3 separate regions of the Zea mays genome follow, and regions 1 and 3 are each linked to region 2. A link is a contact called in public Hi-C data. All regions are on one chromosome and are shown on one strand. The core of a region is the stretch at or near the end of the contact, and the rest is flanking DNA. Distances in the headings are between cores, read along the strand shown. Region 1 holds the start of LOC100273669. Region 2 holds the start of LOC100275634. Region 3 holds the start of LOC100282457.

Region 1 (4,098 bases), core at 236-2,735, 240 kb after region 2:
ATTAGCACACAACTATACCATTTCTGTAAGCAATGCTTCACAAGTTCACATCATTGTCGACAAATGTAAGTTGTACATCAACTTTCATGGCAGCAGGCAAAGTATAAAAGGACTCACGATCAGTGGTGAAGCCATCCCAGAGGGACATGAACTCTGTCTTCATATTAGTCATGGCTTCATGATCAGTTGTCCGTCGCTGCCCCAAGAAACTATCAACCTCGTCAATGAAGATAATAGCAGGCTGGAGCTTGTGAGCGAGACTAAATACAGCAGACACTGCCACAGCAATAGCACACTAACATCAGCGTATAGCGTAGACACACATAAAAAAACAATACAGATGACATCAATTCTAATTCTAAAGTAGTAGATATGTGGACAGTTAAATTAGCAATGCAAATAACTGCATTACAGCTGCTGCTGCAACAGCACTAGTAACATATATAAACATAAAAGAAGAAACTTCTATGAAGGGTATGGATTCAAAATCAGCAGATTTCTACAGCATCCTGACACAAAAAAACAATGCAATTGTCATCGTCTCTAGAGCAAATAAGTTTCCAGTGGGCAGCTGCTGCCACAACAAGAGTAACATATAAACATTGGTTGATCGGTGCGTGGCATACAGACACAAGAAAAAGAAGAATATGGCAAAAGACTACTATAATAGCAATAGGTATGGATTCAAAACCGGTGGATAGCTGGATATCCAGTGGACTAGAGTATAATTGCTCACCGAGCTTCTGCGCGTCCCCGAACCACTTGCTCATGAGATTGGAGATCCTGACATTGATGAAGACGGCACCGGACTCCCTGGCAATGGCCTTGGCGAGCATGGTCTTTCCTGTGCCGGGCGGGCCATAGAGAAGGACGCCCTTCTGGGGGCTGAGGAGCTTGCCGGAGGCGAAGAGCTCAGGGCGGCGCAGGGGCAGGATGACGAGCTCGTAGAGCGCTTGCTTGACCTTGTCGAGGCCGCCGATGGAATCGAATTCGACGTCGATGCTGTCGGGGTTGATGACGTCGCACGCAATCACGTCCTGTCGGTGAGCGAGACGCCAGCGGAGGATTGAGTCGGAGTGAAGTGAACCCTAGATGGGGATTGGGGAGGCGGATACGGATACGGGTGGAGGGACGGACCTCATAGGGCGTGGTGGAGACGAGGGGCCGGCCGAGGCGCTTGGCGATCTCCTTCTTCTGCTGCTGCGCCTTCTGAGAGGCGGCGCGGTTGGGATCGAGGTGGCGAAGGCCGGCCAAGAGGACGAGGCAGCTGAGCGCGGCGCTGGCGGCGTACAGCACGAGGTTCTGCACGGAACGCGACGACGGCTCCGACGACCCCATCGCCCACCCCGAGGGAACACGGTGACAGTCAACTCTGTCTGGCTTGCGGCGGAAGAAACGAATAAGGACGGAGGAGGTGGGTGAACTGGATTCGAGGTGGCGGCGGAGCGCCGAGCGAGGCAGGGGATTGGATTCCGCTGACTGCTTGTGCTTTGGACTGTAGATGTGCAAAAAGGCCGGTCCTCCAGAGCGGCCCGTGGCCGTGGCACCGATGCGAATTTGGTCCATCACGAATAGGACCCGGCTCATTCCTATATATTAAACCAGGGACCCTAGCTTGCAAACTAGGTAGGCCACGTCATTCAGAATTCCTTTACCGTCCGATCGCTTCTCTATGATGCAAATCCTGCCATCCAGTTGTTGTTCACTGCTCCGTCTTATTTGCCTGCCCGACAGAGGCTGGCTGGTAGCGCCTCAAACGCGATCCTTCGTCTGCCGTCTTGGGAGCCTCGCGTTCTCTAGAATAAGTCAACTGGCGCGCGCCAGCGCGCGCGTTTAGCTTGTTGACCATTAGCATTGTGCTGGTTGCCTGGTTCGGCCTAATCATCGTATCGTGTATAGAGGCTACTAAAAATTTGTTCCTCAAAACTTGTCATTGTGGGTTGTTGAACTTTTTTCCCTAAACAAAACTAAGCACACAGCAGACTGCTAAAATAACAAATCCCCAAAATGTTTGAAACAACCACGTTGCCCACGCTGACCTAATTGGCCACAGCATCCTGATGTTCCCTCTGCTGCGTTGCCATCTTATTGGACTCACTGTGTAGATCTCCTTGCAATCTCAAGACAAACTCCAATAATGCAGCTTCAGTTCGTGTGCCTAGTGTTGGCGCCTTTTTGAACCAAACACTAACGATTTATAGGTCGTCCTTGTAGTGAGTTCGGACCATAGGGATGATCACTAGGTTTTGCCCACAGAGAGTCAAGGCCTTAGGGAGCGAGATAGTAAATAAGACGCAAGACAATTAACACTATCTTGAATGTGGTCTTGAAAAGAAATCTTAGAGCTAATGGGATGATTACTTGATGTACCTAAAAAGGTTATCCTGAAGGTGGGACAAACCTCTATGATGGTCACCACCTATTTGGTACCAAACAACAACGAACCCCAATGTCTTCTCGTGATGAGCAATACCTTGGGTTCGGCTCCGCGAGATGAATGGTGGTGGCGGTCCACGATGGATCGCCGGGTCGCCTGGCGGTGCTCGATGCGGTGGCGCAGACGATCCACGGCTCTGGGCCGGACGATCCACGACCTGGCGACAGGAGCGACGCCTTCCCTGCGCGTTGTCCGGACGATCCACGCTCTGGGCCGGACGGTCCGCGATGGCGCAGGTTCGTCTTCTTCTCCTCGTAGGACCTAGATCCCGCTCCCGGGGGAGAGACCTTAGGGTGTTTCGGGTCAGCAGGTCACCCGAGGCATCTCCAGACAACGTAGAGTCGCCTAGAAATTAATAGATCAATTCAAGTAAAAGATCTTGAGTGAAGTAGACGAAGTAGATCTTGCCCCTCACAAGGGGTAAGATCCTAGGGCCATCCTGGGGTCAGCAGGCCACCCCAGAACGGATCTAGACGACGTAGAGTCGAATAGGGGTGGAGGTGAAAATGCGGAAAGCTACAACTAAAGCTACGTTACATCTACTCCTAGGTCGGCAAAAGTAAATAAAGTAATTGGTTCGATTGAAATGTGTTCGAGGGGTTCTCAATCGGTCGTACCCCTTTATATTTATAGGGGAGGAGGTCTGGACATGTTCCTAGGCGATAACCAACAATGCCACGTGATTAGATGGATAACCACACATGAGATAAGGATAATCACCTGAGTTAATCTGATCGCAGGGCACGCGGACTGTCCCGGCCCAAGGCCCGGATCGTCCGCCACTTTTGGTGCTCAATGTATGCCCCTGCCTTTTGGTGGAGCTTGACGAACCAAAAGCACCAGCGCACTTCGGAAATAATAGATCTCATGAGTTATTTTGTTCCCGAAGTAAAGACTCAGCTCGATGTAAATCATCGACTCTTGTGATCAGATAATATAAATATTTGATGCATAGTGGCCATTTCGGATTGCATCTTCTTCTGCCATGTCTGCCTAATCAACATGTCAATAGACAAAACTTGTGGTGCCCCCAACCCGAATAAGCAAATAGATTGGGCCAGTAACATAAATTCATCATTGTACCACCCCATACTTGAGTAGGACAACACATTGATGACGAATAACTGAAAAGCACCATGACATCCCTAGAGGAGGATGACCAGGCAATCTTGGTTGTACCACTTTTGGGGCCAGTTTAGTCGGCTTTTGCTTTCGCACAGATCACCCTTTTGACTTTGTTCGTTTTAGTGGCCGATCGTGTGAAACGACCTTCTTCATATATTTAGCAAGCAATTGACTAAAAGTAGGGCCGACTCTGATGAGCTAGCCAAACGCCCTGCAATTGTTTTGCTCACTAGTACTTATCTTAGGACGTTGTAGTCTGACGGTATATGATCGCTGCTACTTCTGGATGTCCATGGATTGTCCAGCCTTCATGGTCGAACTATCCACGCCTGCCTTGGACCGTTCAGCATATGTAGGATAGGTGACCATGATTGGGTATTTGATCATGCTTGCCCCCCCCCCCCCCCCCCGAGCGTCCATCCTACCCTTTAGATGGGGACATAAACTTAGCACGATGATTAGAAATTATTCATCGGCCATATCAGACACTGAGAGCAAAAATGTTTGTTGAACTATAGAGCTTGCTCACATGGAAT
Region 2 (4,029 bases), core at 968-3,467:
AGAGGCATACTTGTCGAAATATCGCCCCAAGTTATGCCATATAGGATCTTTGCAGAGGTTGCCAAATCGTATTACTTCTCTTGAAAAGACGGCAAGTTCTTCCCTGTACGATTTGCATTTTTCAAGTCCATGTCAGCCACAGTTTTGACTAAAGCAACTGAGGGTAGGTATTCGAGCAAGTCCAAATCATACAATTGTACCTTTTATCAACGACAGCAATATGCAACAGCTCAATGGTATTTGAGGACACCAATACTTGCACTCCATCTGAATGCAGAATTTCTTTCTTGAGCTCTTCTATACTCTCATCAGAGCATGACATCCACAAACTAGAAGCCTTAGCTATTGTATTCGCGACTTCAAATGCTAAAATACAGGCTCTATTGCCCCGGTTGGTTCCTCCGGAGAGAAAGCCGCTGCCAGGATTCAAGCTTGTCATGCTACTCCCGAGCGTGTCTAACACTTCAACGGCAGCAATGCTAGCTCTTCCCAGAAATGTACCTGTGTCTGATACCTGGCAGAACTTAGTATGTCAGAGTTCATGTGAAAAGACCTACCGCTATGCTCTCATGTAATGATCTCTTAGTTCTACTTCGTCAGCTACAAATGGAAATCTAACTAGCTATTGTGCAAAATGACATCAGGAAAAGAATGTTTGTAGTTAGGTGACATTAGGTGAGCTCGTGACATATAAAGCAACGTTTATATATTCTAAGAATGCTATTCTGGTATGAAATGTTAAAAGTTATGACTTATGAAACAGCACTACTAAAAAAATGAAAGTTCATGCAACTAGATCATGGAAACATGAAACTTTGACTGAGCTTGGTCAAAATATGAAAGGAGATGCCAGTCCTTGGAAGCTGTTGGATTGCTTCTCTGAATTTACTGTGCCCTCGTTTTTTATATCATTAGCTATGAGATTCCTGTCATGCCCAATGACTTAGCCGCTGCTTATCCCAGTTTTTGTCTACACATGCTGACAGCAATACGCAACACGACTAGTGTTTGTCCATCGTGCCATGGTTTGTAGTTTGACAGAGACTCCTTGCACATTCGGAGGAGAGCAACGACCCCTCCTAGCTGCGAATAAAAACTGGAAACTTCGTGCCTCCGGAAGAGTTGTTCGTTTATCCAGGAATGCACTGGTGACCGATTCCAGGTGATCAAAACTTATATAAATTAGGGAAACAATCCGGAAAACCGAACGTAAGATGGTATGATTTGGCGACTCCAAAAGCGGCACAGAGCAGAAGAGCGGTCAGACACAATTTCGCGTTGTGGGTCGCAGTCGCAGGCTTGACCATCCGTTCCAGAGGGCAGACTTTTGCTGACAGCAACGTGAATGTAGATTAAGCACCGGCTTCGCTTATCCCTGGCTGGGAGAGAGATTTGCAAGAAAAAGGGCCGCCAAGCTTGACTTCACACTGTAGTACTGTATGTATGCCGACATGCAGGCTTGTATTCTACTAATTATTGGCTTGACTTGTTGTATGTATCTGTATCTGTATGGTACGTATAGCGAGCACGCCCTTGTTCGCGTATCAATCGGTTGGTCGGAAAATAGGAACTCTGACGAGGATTGTGGTGAGCCCGCGAGAGTCTCGCTAGGAAATCGGTGGTGTGTCCAACTCCCAGCAGCAAGGTGACCTTGAATTTGAAGCAGCAGTACCGTCCGCTGTCCGCACCTCGAAAAGCAGCGAGAGCCGCGGCACGTACGCAACGCAGCAGCATGCACGAGGCGGGGGGCAGGGGATCAGGATGGGGATGTACCTTGTTGGAGTGGGGCGGCGGGATGGCGAGCTCGCCGGAGTCGAAGTTCCCGGGGCCGTACCTCCCGCGGCGCGCGTCGTAGGCGGCCGCCAGCGTGCCCGGCGCGTCCTCCGGGAAGTGCCTCGAGCACACGCACCCCATGGCTGGCTTGGCTTCTCAGCGGAGTCGGAGTCGGGCGAATGTAGCCGGCAGGCAGGAGGGACACGCGCTCTGCTGGAGGCAGGAGGCAGGAGGCTATTCCTCAAGTTGCTGGTGGTGGTGGAATCGGGCAGCTCGTCGTCGCTCCTCCCCAGCGCTGGAGTTGGGGTTGCTGGTCCCCGGAGGTGGCGGCGGGTTTGAAGTTGCGGGTGAGAGGCGGACGCAAGGGAGGGAGGCGCAGTGCGTGGCGTGGTGGTGGCCTGGTGGGATTGGCGTTGGCGAGCCGACACGACGGCAGTCGGCAGGGTTGGTTTGGGTTTGGGGTGGGTCGCTTTTTGTTTCGTGGACTGGGCAACCTCTGACTCGTTCCGTTTCCGTCTTTCTGTTCCCGTCCCACGCCCCGCCCGCCATCATCGTGCTCGTGCTCGTCCGGTCAAGCAATTAATTCAGCTGCGTGCGTCATCCGTCGCTGTGGCTTACCACCACGAAGCACGTGGCGTGTGCTGCATGCGGCACGTGGCAGTCGTACACCCCCTCTGCTGGAACTGGAAGCAACGACGACGGATCATTGTGACGTTGTGCAAAAAGGAGAAGAACAACGGCAAGGCAACAACGCGTTGCGTGCAGTGTGTGCGCGTCTCGTGTAGTAGTCGATGCAAACAACTGTATTTAGCAGCACTTCTATCAAATTAGGCTGACTCTGACTGTAGCAGCACGGGCATCCGACATCGGTTGCTTACTCTATTTTCGCACGATTCTCTCGCTCCTATGCCACTATAGATCGGACGGCCAAGATATGTCCAGGTGTCATCGCGGAGAATGGAGGGCGGCCGAGGGCACCCAACCCAACCCTAGCACCATCTGTCCATAAATACCGCACGGGTGGGGGTAGCCATCTCGTCTTCCCGATCCGCCGCCGCCAACAATTTCTTTATGTTTTTCTGTTTTCTTGTTCAGAGAACACGCATGTTCCATCCATGCCCACTTGCGCGTTTTTTTTGTTGTTGCAGTTCTTCCTCGTTTGCAGTTCTTCCTCGGGATTTGATTTGATTGATTGGATTGGGTTGGTGCGGGGGCATGCTGGGGGCAGATGACGACATGCTTACGAAGCAGAAGCTGCTGCCTCCGTGACGAGGCACGCCGTGTTGCTCGTCTTCCATGACTCTGATGCCTGCCTGCTTCGCTCCCACCACCCCACACCTTAATCGATGGATTAGGAATTAACCTGCAGCGCCCGTCCAGGTCTCGTGAGAGATTTATATGTTTGGATCAGATTTTAGTTTCTTGAGGCAGATGACGACATGTGCATCCTGCTTGAGATGCAGAAGCTGCCTCCCAGAGGCTTAGCCATGTTGCTCCTCTTCCATGACTCTGATGCCTCCTCGTCCTCTCCCATCATTTGTGTTTTGTTTTGTATTGGTTTTTTTTTGCTGTCTTGCTGTCAGTGATGGCCCATCCCCTAGCGGTTAAAGCTAACAAAACAAAACAGGCGATGTTTCCTTTTCTTGTCGTCACTCAGGCCTTGAAAGCACGCAGTCAGTTCTATGCATTGGATTCAGTCTGCGTTTCGGCTACACAATTCAACACAGGGAAAAAAATCCTAGGGTGGTCATGTGACAGAAATACCAAGGTAGCGAATAAGATTAAAAAGAACACTTTGTTGTGCTTGTCATTGTATAAAGGGATCCATCCGAGGATGAATTGGCTAGGTCGGTGAGAGATTGGAGATGGATAGGAACGTCGGCAGGGGGCCTTTGCCTACGGCCGAGTAAGAAGAGGGTTTCTCACTTCTAATTCTTGTCTATTTTATTTCTAATGAATTACGTAAATAGGCCGGTTAGTCGTCTATATCTAGCTAGAGATCCTTATCTCCTTAAAACTATTATAAAAACTATTAACAAACTAACTGATAACATTTCTAAATAATCTCAATTAATCTTATTTCTAACTATCATTATCTAACCCCACTTGGAGGGTCTATGACTGCTGGTGCTGTAGTCCCTTCGTGGGTCTTCTTGGGCCCTGACACTACCCATCTTGGACAAGCAGCTCGTCATCGAGCTGCAGCATGATGGATGCTCAAAGATCGAGTCTACTTGACACAAAACTAGACACCTA
Region 3 (4,041 bases), core at 1,452-3,951, 130 kb before region 2:
GATGGAGCCTTGACCTGAATTGTGCCCATCAGGCCTTTGTAGCTTTGTGCTGATGGTTTTTACCAGCCGAGTTTATGAGTCTTGGGAGTACCCCTAATTATGGTCCCCGATAACAGGATATTACCGCCGCTACCAACTATCACGTGCGTGCCATTCACGCTCCACTCATCCACGCACCACACGTAGGCACGTCCAGCACCCCGCGTCCAAAGCCGCGTCCAAACGTCCAGCACCCCGCGTCCAAAGCCGCACGTCCAATAGTCCCAGGTTTTTAATTTTTCACTGTAGTTTCATTTTTAGTATTTTTTACTGGTGAAGGGCTATATACAAATTATAATAGAAATTTAGTCTTAATTATGATTACTTAAAGAAGCAACATTGATTTGTCTTTAATAGAGCAGTGTTGATTATATATAATTGTATATTAAAATTTTACTACACCATTGGCACACCTTATATAAAAATCTAGGTCCGCTACTGGCTATCAAGCTATGCAATAATATGATTTGTTATATTTGAAGTTGAACTTAGTTTTGTGTGTTTATTTGATATTTTAAGTGATTAATATATTAGAATTTAAGACTTCTTTAGGGCTAGTTTGGGTACTCTAGTATTGACCCCAATCCACTTGTATTGAAGTGGATTGGAGTGTAACTTAAACTAATTTACACCACAATCTACCTCAACACATGTGGATTGGGGTAAATACTAGAGTACCCAAACTAGGCCTTAACGGGTATGTGTCCGATAGATAAAATTACTCGCTTGGTATAAGTATGGTAAATTTTATACCCACAAACATAATAAGTAACCGACGGTTAGATTTTTTTTAATAGATATGAATGTGGAATGATAATAGCCGACGTACATGTACCGTTACCACGGTTTACAAAACCGGTAAAAACCGGCGGTAAACCGGTCGGTTTACCGAAACCGCTGGGGTGCGGTTTCGGTTAACCACCGGTTTTTTTTCAAAATTCGTTCTAAATTTGAAAAATTTGAAAAAATTCATAAAAACCGGAAACCGCCGGTAAACCGTTTTTTGGGACCGGTAAACCGTTATTTTAGATCGGTAAACCGCCAATTTTTGCCGGAAACCCGAATTTAATGCCACGATTGAGTATTTAGTGGTCAATTTAGGTATACTAGTCTTGTTTAATGTTATATGTTATATGTGGAGATGTTATATGCTATATGTGAAGATGAAACCCGTAGCTCAAGTCAAGTTTAGACATTTAGTGGTCAATTTCGGTTACATTTCCTGTCCAAGATGGAATCCGTGGATCAAGTAGCTTCAGTTCTTCTAATAAGTATCCGTCTGGACAATACTCAATCTAGCTAGAACTCTTAGCTCCAGTTCTTCTGTATGTGTTCCTAAGATTTGCTTGAAGATGAAACCCGTAGCTCAAGTCAAGTTCAGAAATTTAGTGGTCAATTTCGGTTACATTTCCTGTCCAAGATGAAATCCGTGGATCAAGTAGCTTCAGTTCTAATAAGTATCCGTCTGGACAATACTCAATCTAGCTAGAACTCTTAGCTCCAATTCTTCTGTATGTGTTCCTAAGATTTGCTTGAAGATGAAACCAGTAGCTCAAGTCAAGTTTAGACATTTAGTGGTCAATTTCGGTTACATTTCCTGTTCAAGATGGAATCCGTGGATCAAGTAGTTTCAGTTCTTCTAATAAGTATCCGTCTGGACAATACTCAATCTAGCTAGAACTCTTAGCTCCAATTCTTCTGTATGTGTTCCTAAGATTTGCTTGAAGATGAAACCGGTAGCTCAAGTCAAGTTTAGACATTTAGTGGTCAATTTCGGTTACATTTCCTGTCCAAGATGGAATCTGTGGATCAAGTAGCTTCAGTTCTTCTAATAAGTTTCCATCTAGACAATACTCAATCTAGCTAGAACTCTTAGCTCCAGTTCTTCTGTATGTGTTCCTAAGATTTGCTGATCAGAAGAAAAGTTCAACACTTGGTGAGGTGCACGTGCAATACACAAACACCAAACATACATACTGGTATGTTGTTTTGCTTTGTGGATAAGTATTTATTTGTCGTTCTTATTTTCTCGCTAATGTATCTCGTATCTTTTGTATAGACCTATCACTATCACTATGATGGATTGAAACAATATCACGACCCTTCAACATGCTTAAGTACTATCACTATGACTCGAGGTGAACATGTGAGTATTGTGAAATAAGTCGACCTATGTGTTGTTGCCTCGTTGGAGAGGTGTAAAAGAACTTGTATTTGAGTATGCGAAGTTCGCTGGTTGTTTATTACATGAGAACTGGAGTTTGTGGTTGCATATATATATATATATATATATATATATATATATATATATATATATATATATATATATATATATTATATGTTTTTTGGTGAATGCATGTTGTGTAGATCAATTAATATTTACTGTACAATGTGAATTGAGCAAACTATAAATAAATTCTGACAAAATTTTCAATTTTTCTGCAAAAAACAATAAAAACCAGTTTGTTTCGCGGTTAACCGGCGGTTTCTACCGGTTTTTCACCGGTTTTCCGCTGGTAAACCGGTTTGAATTCAAAATGATTTGGTTTGGCCAAACCGGTCGGTTTTTACCGGTTTCCACCGGTTTACCGACGGTAAACCGTTACCGGTGGGGGGCGGTTTTTACATCTAAAACGGTTTTGTAAACCGTGACCGTTACCATCCCAATTGGTGAGTGGGTGGGTGGGTGCCTGGGTGGTGAGGACTGGACTCGTTCGGCTCGGGATTCCCCTCCGCCGCCTACGCGCCCAACACGCCCCCGTCCAGATTCATCCACCCTTCCCCTTCGTCTCCCTCCCTCCATCCAATCCACCCCCTCTCCCCCTTCTCGTCGTCGCCGCCGCCGCCGCCCATCCGGGGCTTGGACTGTCCTTTCCCCGTTCTGCTGGTAGGTAAGGAATTCCTCTTCTGGCTCCGACGGATTCTCTCGCTCCGTTTGTCTCTGGTACAATTCGTTCGCTGCTGCGAGCCCTCGAATCCGTTTGTATCCGGAGCAGCGGCGGAGTAGTAATACTAGTACAATTCCTTAGTCGTGTTCCCAAGTGGGTGGATGCGTCTTTGACTGCCCGGCGCCCGCCCGCACCCCGCAGCAGCAATGGACGACGGGGACCTGGATTTCTCCAACCCGGACACGTACCTGTGTCCGGCCCTCGGCACCGACCCGCCCAGCAGCTGCTCCATGGACAGCTACTTCGACGAGATCCTCAAGGACACGGAGCACCTCGCCTGCACGCACACCCACACCTGCAACCCGCCGGTGCACGACCTCTCGCACACCCACACCTGCGTCCACGTCCATACCAAGATCGTCGCGGCCTCGCCGGGCGACGCCGAGTCGCCGTCCGAGAACAACAGCAACGGCAACGCCGCCTCTAAGAAGCGCCCGTCGGGGAACCGCGCCGCCGTCAGGAAGTACCGGGAGAAGAAGAAGGCCCACACCGCATCGCTCGAGGAGGAGGTGGTGCACCTCCGGGCGCTCAACCAGCAGCTCATGAAAAAGCTCCAGAGCCACGCCGCGCTCGAGGCGGAGGCGGCCAGGCTCCGCTGCCTGCTCGTCGACATCAGGGGCAGGATCGAGGGGGAGATTGGTGCGTTCCCGTATCAGAGGCCGCCGGCGGTCAAGAACGTCGACCTCCTGTCTAGTGTTGACCAGGAAAGCCTCCTTGGCAGCGCTGCTGCCCAGGTTGCCAACTCCTGTGATTTTAGATGCAACCATCAGATGTACTGCAACCCTGGGATGCAGGGCGCTATCAGCGGTCAGGTGTTGGGACAAGGTGCCTGTGATGTCGCCAGTATGCAATGCATTGGAAGCACCAAGTCTGGATCCACTAAGCTACCTGTTTGTGGGGGTCTGGATACACTACCTGCTGTCTGCTTACCAAATGTTGAAAAGAAGTGATGGTAAGTAACTTGGCTTTTCTTGCTATACTTATAAAAACTTCTGTCTAGCTGCTAGATAGATTCATTTCAGTTATCATTTTGTTAGTGATCTGCAAACGCATG

What was found. A called contact is a pair of places that touch in the nucleus more often than the background predicts.
Region 1: a contact with region 2 is called in a Hi-C map of leaf, with 2.4 times the contacts expected there. The contact joins the promoter of LOC100273669 here to the promoter of LOC100275634 in region 2. A contact is called at or near these places in 7 of 25 Hi-C or Micro-C datasets (bundle sheath, ear, leaf and 1 more).
Region 3: a Hi-C map of leaf shows a contact between it and region 2, with 5 times the contacts expected there. The contact joins the promoter of LOC100282457 here to the promoter of LOC100275634 in region 2. A contact is called at or near these places in 3 of 25 Hi-C or Micro-C datasets (ear, leaf and tassel).

Annotation. Positions count from the first base shown.
Region 1 is chr6:93,772,133-93,776,230 of Zm-B73-REFERENCE-NAM-5.0, forward strand. LOC100273669 reads right to left here and starts at 1,486. Exons shown (of 5, transcript NM_001360289.1): 1 at 1,138-1,486; 2 at 737-1,037; 3 at 118-276. The coding sequence starts at 1,338.
Region 2 is chr6:93,527,434-93,531,462 of Zm-B73-REFERENCE-NAM-5.0, forward strand. It overlaps LOC100275634, which reads right to left and starts at 2,218. Exons shown (of 11, transcript NM_001374092.1): 1 at 1,774-2,218; 2 at 201-514; 3 at 1-103. The coding sequence starts at 1,914.
Region 3 is chr6:93,397,425-93,401,465 of Zm-B73-REFERENCE-NAM-5.0, forward strand. It overlaps LOC100282457, which reads left to right and starts at 2,702. Exons shown (of 3, transcript NM_001412154.1): 1 at 2,702-2,926; 2 at 3,129-3,939. The coding sequence starts at 3,134. The coding sequence ends at 3,937.